Regions from separate parts of the Sorghum bicolor genome. Here region 1 is linked to region 2. Evidence: chromatin contacts called from public HiCAR-type data. All regions are on one chromosome and are shown on one strand. The core of a region is the stretch at or near the end of the contact, and the rest is flanking DNA. Distances in the headings are between cores, read along the strand shown. Region 1 holds the start of LOC8057272. Region 2 holds the start of LOC8084598 (phosphatidylinositol N-acetylglucosaminyltransferase subunit A).

Region 1 (4,623 bases), core at 513-3,012, 190 kb before region 2:
TTGTAAAAGCATCTCTAACAGATTGTCATACAACTTTTCCATCCTTAATATTTTGGCAAAATAAGAAAAAGCCCTCTCCAATAGTTTGACATTTTTCCTTCCCATCTTTTCTAATCTCGCAAAAATTTATCCCAAGCACGTGGTCTAGTGGAGTTTTCCGGCTTGTCTAGTAAGCAGAAAGAAATATAGAGTTTGGGGTGAGAAAAACGCAAAAAAAAGATCTAGTAGAAGGGTTTAAACACGTACAGAAATAAATTAAGGGTTCCTAATACAAAACATAAGAGTAAACAAAAGTGCTGAGAAAAAAATTATTAGAACAGAAATATACTCTATGACTTTTTTTCCTCCTCATGTTCGTTTTGGAGTTAGCATATATCATATTTTGGAGAATAAAATGTGAAAATCTCTTGGAGATGCTATAAGCGGACCAGGGGTTCTGGAGACTCCCCGGCTCCATCGTTGTTTTCCTTTTCGACTTTAATTAAAGGTCCTATCTTCTGATAAACTGCAGCTCACAGCCAGTACTATTACCCGACATGATAGTCCATTGTGCCCTTTAAATTTAGGATAAAAAAAATGAATGCTAGGTAGGAGTATGCTTTTACTATGGGACTGAGGGAGTAACATTTTCTATCACATAATTACTTTTCTCAAAGAATCTAAAGTAAAAGCAACTCTACTAGATCCAGCTTTATAAATTTTGTGGCGCGCAGTTGGTGGAAGTGCTAATATTTTTGGAGGGAGCAATCCAAACAGGATGTATGTGTATGAAAGTAATTAATTAAAATATCAGGAGGGTAGAGTCACTTACATTTCTATTTCCAGGACATTATTTTCGGACAACCCAGCTGCCGTCGAGACTACGGTGGCCGGACATGGTGGCATGCCGGGGGCGGGGAGCAGGCGGGTGCGTGGGTTCAGCGTGAACAGGCATTGCAGCTCCTCTACGCCAGCGGGCAGGAAGAAGGGGCTCTGCAGGCTCAGCTCCTTGTCCTTGTCCTTGAGCCACGGGAGGCAGCTCGGGTCAAACGGCGTCGCCGAGAACTGCCCGGAGCACGCCGCCGGCGGCAGAGCCGCAGGCGACAGGATCCCCGGCGGCCGTCGCGGCAAGCTAAGAACGGCTGCCAAGCTGCTGTCCGCGTCCGCTGCAACCAAGGAGTCCGCTCCAACGGCCCTCACGGTGGCCGCTAACCGCGCGGACGCGGAGACGACGACAGCGGCGATCCGGGACGGCCGGACCGGTGGTGACCACACGACGGACCGTCCGGCGTATTGCATCTCCGTGCAGTCGGGCGGCGCGGTGGCGACAGGGCCTGTGTGGCGCTGAACGAGCGCCTTGAAGTCGGTAGGCTCGCAGTGGATTTCCTTGACCCGAGACCACCGCAGGTGCAGGTGGGATCTCTTGTACGGCTGTGGAGTGACGGCGGTCGGCTTCTTGATCTTGTGGGACTCCATCCTGACGTCGAGCCGCGGCGGGCGAGGGCCACGCAGCTGCCGCCTGTGCGGCGGCGGCGACGGGTCCGACGCCATCGTCGCGTCTATCGGTGGCAGCAGCTGCCGGCTGCGCGGCGACGAGGGGTCCGACTCCGACGCCGTCGCGTCCATCGGTCGGTAGTAGGCTAGTAGCAGCCGCAGCTAGCGCGCTGCCATGGCCGCCTCCAGCTGCAGCTCTGCGGAGGGGATTTGCGTTCTCCTTTTCATTTTCGCTGTTGGAGATGGGGAAATTTTGGGTGAGGATGGTTTCACTATGCGGGACCTAAAGTTGTTGAATTTACGTCCTTACAACCTTAGGCTTTGTTTACTTCTCAAAAAATTTTGCAAAATTTTTCAGATTCCCCGTCACATCAAATCTTTAGACGCATGCATGAAGTATTAAATATAGACGAAAATAAAAACTAATTGCACAGTTTGATCGAAATTGACGAGACGAATCTTTTGAGTCTAGTTAGTATATAATTAGATAATATTTGTCAAATACAAACAAAAATGATACTATTCCTATTTTGCAAAAAAATTTGGAACTAAACCAGGCCTTAGGAGGGTAAGGCAATATGATGTGTCGTGTTGACGAGGGAACTAGAGGTCCTGGTCCACCCCAACGCTGTCTCGCTCCATCATTGGGCTGCGGTTCATCAGTGCCTCGTGTTCACCTTTGAAATGAGTGATGGTTTCCGCCGATCCCAGTTCTACTTTGCTGTTAAGTTTTTTTTTTGTCGTCTTGGCTTTATCAAGTGTGGTACTCGACAAGTGGTTTGCCGAGTGTTTTTTACCATAGACACTAGGCAAAGCACGTGATTTCAATAGTGATTTTTAACCGCAGCGGATAAAAACGTCACAGTTAATCAATTAACCATGGCGGTTGGTTTAAGACCGCCACAGTTAACTGGAGATTAATCGTGGTGGTTATGCTTGACCGTTTCGATTAATCTACTAACCAAGATGGTTACTGGACCAACAGCCCGACCTAGATTAACCGAAACGGAATACCAGCCCGCCCTCCGAGGGCTAAAATAAAAGATTGCCTAAAAGATTTTTTTTAACATTGGTGCCTACGATGTTGCCATTTTAAAGATCAAGTGTACATGGACCCATTATTGAAGTCAACTTAGACAATGACTTTCTTTGGTTAGATTTTTATAAGCGCTTCTCCACTAGTCATTTATATCATCACACTATAAAAGAGCGAGTTTTTTTTAAGAAATCTCTCTGCGTAATAACCGTTCAATCTGAACTTCATGCTATGTGAGCCCTTCATCATACGTGATCTTACATCTTATATGTATAAGATGTAAACGTTTATAACTCAATCTCTTGTCACACACCTATAATCCTAAACAGACTCTACGATCTCTCTATCCCCGTGTTAGGACTCCACAACCCCTCTATCTCTATGTATTCAATTTTAAATACATCAATGCATATATAATGCTTGCTACTGTTTGACAGATTTTTGTTACATTTATTAAATCTGCTTTGTGCACGCGTACATATTCACGTGTATCACCGGACATGCAAACGAAAAAAATAAGAAGAAAATATACGGATGCTCATCACGTGCATGTATGGGAAAGAAACGTGGCCATATCGATAGCGGCCCTTGTATGCAGATGCAGTGCGATATGGCGGCCCTTGTACGCAGTGCATGTATACGCATGTATAGATAGGTTGCGTGGCAAGGCACGACTCGGCGAGCGGTCTGGTAGGCTTGGTCTTTGGTGTACAACATGGCTGGCAAACACGTGCGTCGGTCATCAGGTAGCACATGTCTATCAGCCGTAAGTTCTATCAGCCGTAAGTTGTTGAACCGGATACATATACACGTATTTTAGGTTATTTCGTATTATGCAATGGGACTCCATTTTGCTAGATCCACATGTCATAGACTGCATGGGAGGAGGGCCATTTGAGTCCGATCTTAGATGCAGCGATCACCACATACGGTGATCAATGTGATGATGCAAGTACGACTTTCTATCCTTGATCTGCGCCATCTTTTTTCCTTAGACTACTAAGTCGTGAAGACACGATCAATACTCTATAAGCTTTAAGTCTAGCCTCGTGTATTAGTAATTAATAAAAGGAAAATAATAAAAATCTGAACACACATTATTTTGTTTGTTATATAACAAAAAAGAAAGAAAAACTAACATGTGAGGAAGATACCGACTACCAAGCCTCTTCTAATGGTGCTCTAGATCCAAGAATAATAAATTGATCTTCCCTAGATTCATTTTTTCGAATAATTAGAAACTACAAATTGAATTCTTTCTTCATTACTAGGCCAGACACATTAGGCAGCCCAATAGAGCATAAGTCCTTCTACGCCTTGTATTACTTTTAGTACCACATTGTGAATGAATAGTACCTGCAACATGGAGGTGGAAATAAGACAAAGCCACACATAAAAACACAATTCATACGTGAGAAGGACGGACTAACCTCCCTAGAGCCTCCAGTATCAAAACTAAGACTACAACGACTTCTCCATTTGACCTATACAAAGATGAGGGTTCTCCACCCATACGACGACGGATCGATAAAAATATATAGAAATATGATAAGATAGGGAAAACAATACCCGTTTTAAAAGGTGAAGTAAAAGTGTAATGATATATGCAGCTAAGGGTTGAGGCATCCTAATGAATAAATGATTTGAACCTTATCCTATATGACCCAATCAAATCGATCAAGAACTTGTCATCTTATTTTGTATCGACAATTCAATTAATATTTTATTGTAATTAAAATAGTTTAACAAATACGTGCGTGTCGCACGTGCATATTTGCTAATAAAAAAACTAACAAAACATGCACGCGAGGACGGCTTGTGGAGTAAAAATGAAGCAAATAAAACAAAGATGAAACCGAAGCCACATAAACTAAACGTGTTTTTTTAATGGATTTTCGGCTTCTAGAGAACTATACCAAAACAAGGCCTGTGTATACATTGCCAGATCCAATCCACGGTTTGCCCTATGCTACTCCGGGCAGAATCAAGCTCCGGGCCAAAGCACTTTGCATTTAGGAGCCCTATTTTTTTTTTCTTATGGTCGGCTTCGTCCTCGGGTGACACATGATAGAGGCAAGGCGAACTATGCCGTCGCCACCATCATTGCCACATCA
Region 2 (4,827 bases), core at 1,480-3,979:
GCGATCTGCAGGAAGTTTCTTTGGGTCGGTAAGGACGCCTCGGTGCGCGGCCGATGCATGGTGGCCTGGGAAACTTGTTGTCGGCCAACGGAACTAGGTGGGCTCGGCATTTCAAACTTGAAGTTGGTCGGCTACGCCCTTCAAACCAGGTGGTTGTGGCTACAAAAGACGGATAACGCCAGAGCATGGAGTGAGCTACCTATCAAAGCCGACCCAGAGGTATTGGCTTTCTTCAAGGCCTCCACGTTCACGCTCCTTGGCGACGGCAACTCTTCCTTGTTCTGGGAGGATCAATGGATCCAAGGAGAAGGTATCAGCGACATCGCACCCAACCTTTCCGCAAAGGTGTCCAGAAGAATCAAATCAACCTTGACGGTGCGCCAAGGACTATCGGGACGGGCTTGGATAAGATCGATCTATGGCGGGCTCTCCATTGTTGAGGCTGTCGAGTACCTAGATCTTTGGGCGGCCACCGAGAACATCATCCTTACCGATAGCCCGGACAGAACCATCTGGCGATGGACAGTCGATGGGGAGTACACGGCAAAATCAGCCTACTGCAAACTTCAAGCTGGTGGAACCATTTTCCGAGGCCACAAGCTAATCTGGAACTCCTAGGTGCCGCTACGGGTAAAGATCTTTCTTTGGCTGGCCTTCAAGAAGCGACACTGGACCAATGATCGTCGGGCGAGACACGGGCTGCAAGCACAGCCTGAGTGTTTCCTGTGTGATCGGGCGAATGAGTCCATCGATCACATACTGACGAACTGCCCTTTCACTAGAGAGGTATGGTTCCTCATCCTGTCCGGTCTGGGCAAACAACTGCCACCGGCGCAGCAGACAGTCGTCGCGTGGTGGAGGCGCATCCGGGCCCTGTGGCATGGACGGGCGAGGAAGGGCGCAGACTCGCTATTCGCCCTCGTCTCTTGGCATATATGGAAGGAGCAGAACGCGCGTTGCTTTCGGGCGACTACACTCACCGTACTCGAGCTACTGTCTGTGATCAAAGCGGACGCCGAACAATGGATGAGCGCGGGCGCAAAAAAATTAGGAGTTCTTGGCTCGGGGGTAGCTTCGCTATCCACCGAGGATGGTTTCAGTCTGCCGTATTTTTCTTTCAATTCCTGCTACGGCAGGTGAACTCGTTTTGTATTGTTCGTATTTCCTTTTTCTTTTAATATAATGATACGCAAACCTCTTGCGTATTCGCGAAAAAAAAGACTACATCGTGAGTCATTTTTGTTCAATTATTGTGTAATTTGTAAAAGAAAGCTTGCTATTATTTTCAGGGAGGAGGCAATGATCAAGAAACATTGGGTTCGACAAAGTGCCTGAATACATGAGCAGAGATGAGTTATCTACTGGTTAAATTATGCTTTCATGAGTGGATCATGACAGCTGGCCTTTTGGTGCACCTTTTACCAATTTTGGCGGTAGCTAGCATGTCCTTTATCTGTGGCTGCACATTATCTGTGATACTCTTTGCTGCCCATTATCTTTACATGCATGATGAGAGACTTGCAGATAAAGAACTCCAAAACATGAAGATTTATTTATTTTATTTTGCTGCAATGTATAAGACTATAAGAGTTTGTTTTTGCTGTAATGTATTTGCAATGTATTTCATGAGATGTATTTGCAGCACTCCAAAATAATCATGTATCCAAAACTGGTATCTGCTGTTAGTGCCCCAAACAATACATGTGTTAGATCCTAGCAAACCGAACAGCACAAGGTTGAAGCAAGGAATAAATACAGGCTGGGAATACATACAAGGCAGGGAATGAGTGACATGCAGGTATTAACTCGTTCCTGGTCTGGAAAAAATCTGCTCCGGTATTGAATTCAGGGCAAACGAACAAGGCCTTATTGAAATCGGCTCATTTCTAGCTAGCAATCAGCCCCAAATTCTAGAGGAAGTTCACATAAGGAACCACCTCCTTTTCAACTTGCGAAGCTCGTGCTCCATGGATGTCACGGTGCTCTCACAAGGATGGTGGCGATGGGTCATCCGAATCGATGTTGTCGAGAGGAAATACGTCCATCCCACCTTTGTCAAAGTCAAACTATTAGCACAAAATATGTATTCCATCTGATACTATTTTCTATAAATCTTATCAAATTTAAAATTATTACATGATTTTATTAAAATTATAATTATCTAAAAATAATTTTATTAAATACGAGATATATACAGAGAGTAACCTGTAAAAAACCTGTTAAGCACGGTACCAAAAGCAAATAAAAGAGGAAATTTATAGCTTTTCACGTGAATTTGAAATGAAGATAAATTTTATATTAGAATTGTAGCTCTCGATGGGATTTACAACTTTGTAGTTGAAAAGTTTTCGAATTGAAACTATTTATAGTATCAAAATACTATTTTAAATGTACAGATTTTAAAATTTAAAATTTAAAATTATCAAATAAATCTTGGATATTGATATGGTCTATATAAAAGTTATAGTCCTCAGTATAATCTACAGCTTCGTAGTTGAAATGTTTTGTATTTGAACTCGTTTAGTATCCCTTGCCAATTTGAACCAAATAAAATAATAGATGGAAAGGAAAAATGAAAGTAAAATAACAAACCACGTCTCTCTGATACATGGGCCCACCTTCCTTTGTTTTCTCTTCGTGTACCCCCAGCCCGCTCGGTGCTTGCCATCTCTGTCTCTCATGGCGTCTCTCTGCCTCGTCAGTCGTCACTGAGCACCGGCGCCCCCCCCCCCCCCCCCCTCCACTCCACCTGCACAGCGCCGTCCCCCTCACCCCCACGCAGCCATCCGCTCCTCGTCGCCTTCCGACGCCGAGTTCGCCGGTGTCGATTTGCACCGGCGGCGGCTCGATCTGGCCGCCGCCCGTGCCGACCTGCTCGTCGAATCCGGTGAGCGCTCGGCCTTCCTCTCTCTCTCTTCTCTCTCCAAGAGCGGCCTGTGACGGCCTGTTTACCTGCGGATTCGGGGAGGAGGGTTCCCCTTTCGTTTAGGGGTGGGCGGCTGGTTTTGTGGGGTCAGAAACGAAAAAACACCTTCTCCTTATGTGGGATTGGGGTTCTATTGGAGCCCCCCAAACCCCTGGATGGTAGTTTTATCTCAATTGTTATTGGGGGTGGACGGGTGGTATTCTCACTCTGTTTGGGATGCTCTACATGTTCATTGTTTGCACTACACTACATCATAAAAGGGGTAGTATAAACAATAACGAGAATATATGAATCAGTGGGCACTTTAAAGGCATGATGCAAATTGCCACAAAATAATGTTGAATCACATACTGGAAGAAGTCAGGCAAAAACAATAAAGAGAATAAAAGTATCTTGAATTCAATTATGTTATGCCAGGCAGGGCAATAAAATGCCATGTTATCAAAAAGGCTGCTTTGAGTTATCAGCAAAGTGTCTAAGGGAAGCCAGTTAGAACCTTGCTTTTGAAGTAGTAGCTTGATCCAGAAATGAACTGAGTCTGAGATTTCCTTCTAGCAAGTAACACCAAATGTGATTCGTGTTAGCAAATGCATTTAATTTGAGGTAACCCAAACTGGTTGGTTAGGACTTTACTTTTTTTTTCACGTTTGAATGAAACTAAACACGTTGCTAGCAAACCAAAAGATAGAAATAGAGGACTGTGGTAACTGGGTGAATAAAAAATGGCCTTAGCATTATGAGCAATTGTTGTTTGGCCCTATTATGGTTGAATCCTCATCATGAGGTAATGCCTCCTTGTATCTCTTGGAACAAAGAATCAAAGATGCTTGTCTTTCATATTGTGGTTGGCATTGTAAGTTATTAGCCCATTTTACTTATGTAGGTTTAATACATGGTGCATTATGTTGCTTTGCTCAGTGTATTTTCCTTTTGTAACCCCTGCAGTCTTACATCATGCTATGCTTAGTTTTGTTTTTTGAATTTCAGTTTTCAGACGTAATGGATGGGCAAGGCACAAAGCACAGGATTTTGATGGTGTCTGACTTTTTCTTTCCAAACTTTGGTGGGGTGGAAAGCCATATCTACTACCTGTCACAATGTCTACTTAAGCTTGGCCATAAGGTCCTATTTTGCTCATAAACTATATAGCTTTCTGTTTGCTTAACGATTCTTTAGGATGTTAGATGCTCTTAACAAATATTCATCCGATAAACTAATGATTATTTTTCTCTCGAAACTGCCTCTTTCATCAGTTTCTTTACTCTTATCTGTGTCATACTAGACTTTTAGGAATTTGCATGTATACTGAGATGCTGTCAGACTGGATGACATGGACATGCATAGTAGATCATTAATTGTGAGCTGCCAAATTTTGAGCAAAGTTTATGTGTTTTCCCAGGTGGTTGTCATGACGCATGCATACGGAAACAGATCTGGAGTACGATATGTTACAAATGGTTTAAAGGTTTATTATGTACCATGGAGGCCATTCCTGATGCAGAATACACTTCCTACATTATTCTTGACGTTCCCAATTGTAAGGACAATTATTATTCGAGAGAAGATTTCTGTCGTGCATGGACATCAAGCTTTTTCAACACTGTGTCATGAAGCATTAATGCATGCTAGGACGATGGGGTACAAAGTTGTCTTCACAGATCACTCACTTTATGGTTTTGCTGATGCTGGAAGCATTCACATGAATAAGGTGCTGCAGTTTACTCTTGCAGATATTGATCAGGCAATATGTGTCTCTCATACAAGCAAAGAGAATACTGTCTTGAGGTCTGGGATATCTCCAGAGAAGGTTTTCATGGTTCCTAATGCAGTTGATACTGCAATGTTTACTCCCTCCCCCAAGCGCTTAAGCTGTGATGAAATAGTTATTGTTGTGATCAGTA

The links. HiCAR-type assays count read pairs that join an accessible place to other places.
Region 1: a contact with region 2 is called in a HiCAR-type map of leaf, with 4 times the contacts expected there. The contact joins the promoter of LOC8057272 here to the promoter of LOC8084598 in region 2. A contact is called at or near these places in 1 of 4 Hi-C or Micro-C datasets (leaf mesophyll) and 1 of 1 datasets of contacts at active chromatin or transcription factors (leaf).

The regions. Positions count from the first base shown.
Region 1 is chr2:12,354,359-12,358,981 of Sorghum_bicolor_NCBIv3, reverse strand. LOC8057272 reads right to left here and starts at 1,762. Exons shown (of 11, transcript XM_002459646.2): 1 at 812-1,762. The coding sequence starts at 1,605.
Region 2 is chr2:12,165,070-12,169,896 of Sorghum_bicolor_NCBIv3, reverse strand. It overlaps LOC8084598 (phosphatidylinositol N-acetylglucosaminyltransferase subunit A), which reads left to right and starts at 2,729. Exons shown (of 10, transcript XR_002450203.1): 1 at 2,729-2,887; 2 at 3,914-4,048; 3 at 4,326-4,827.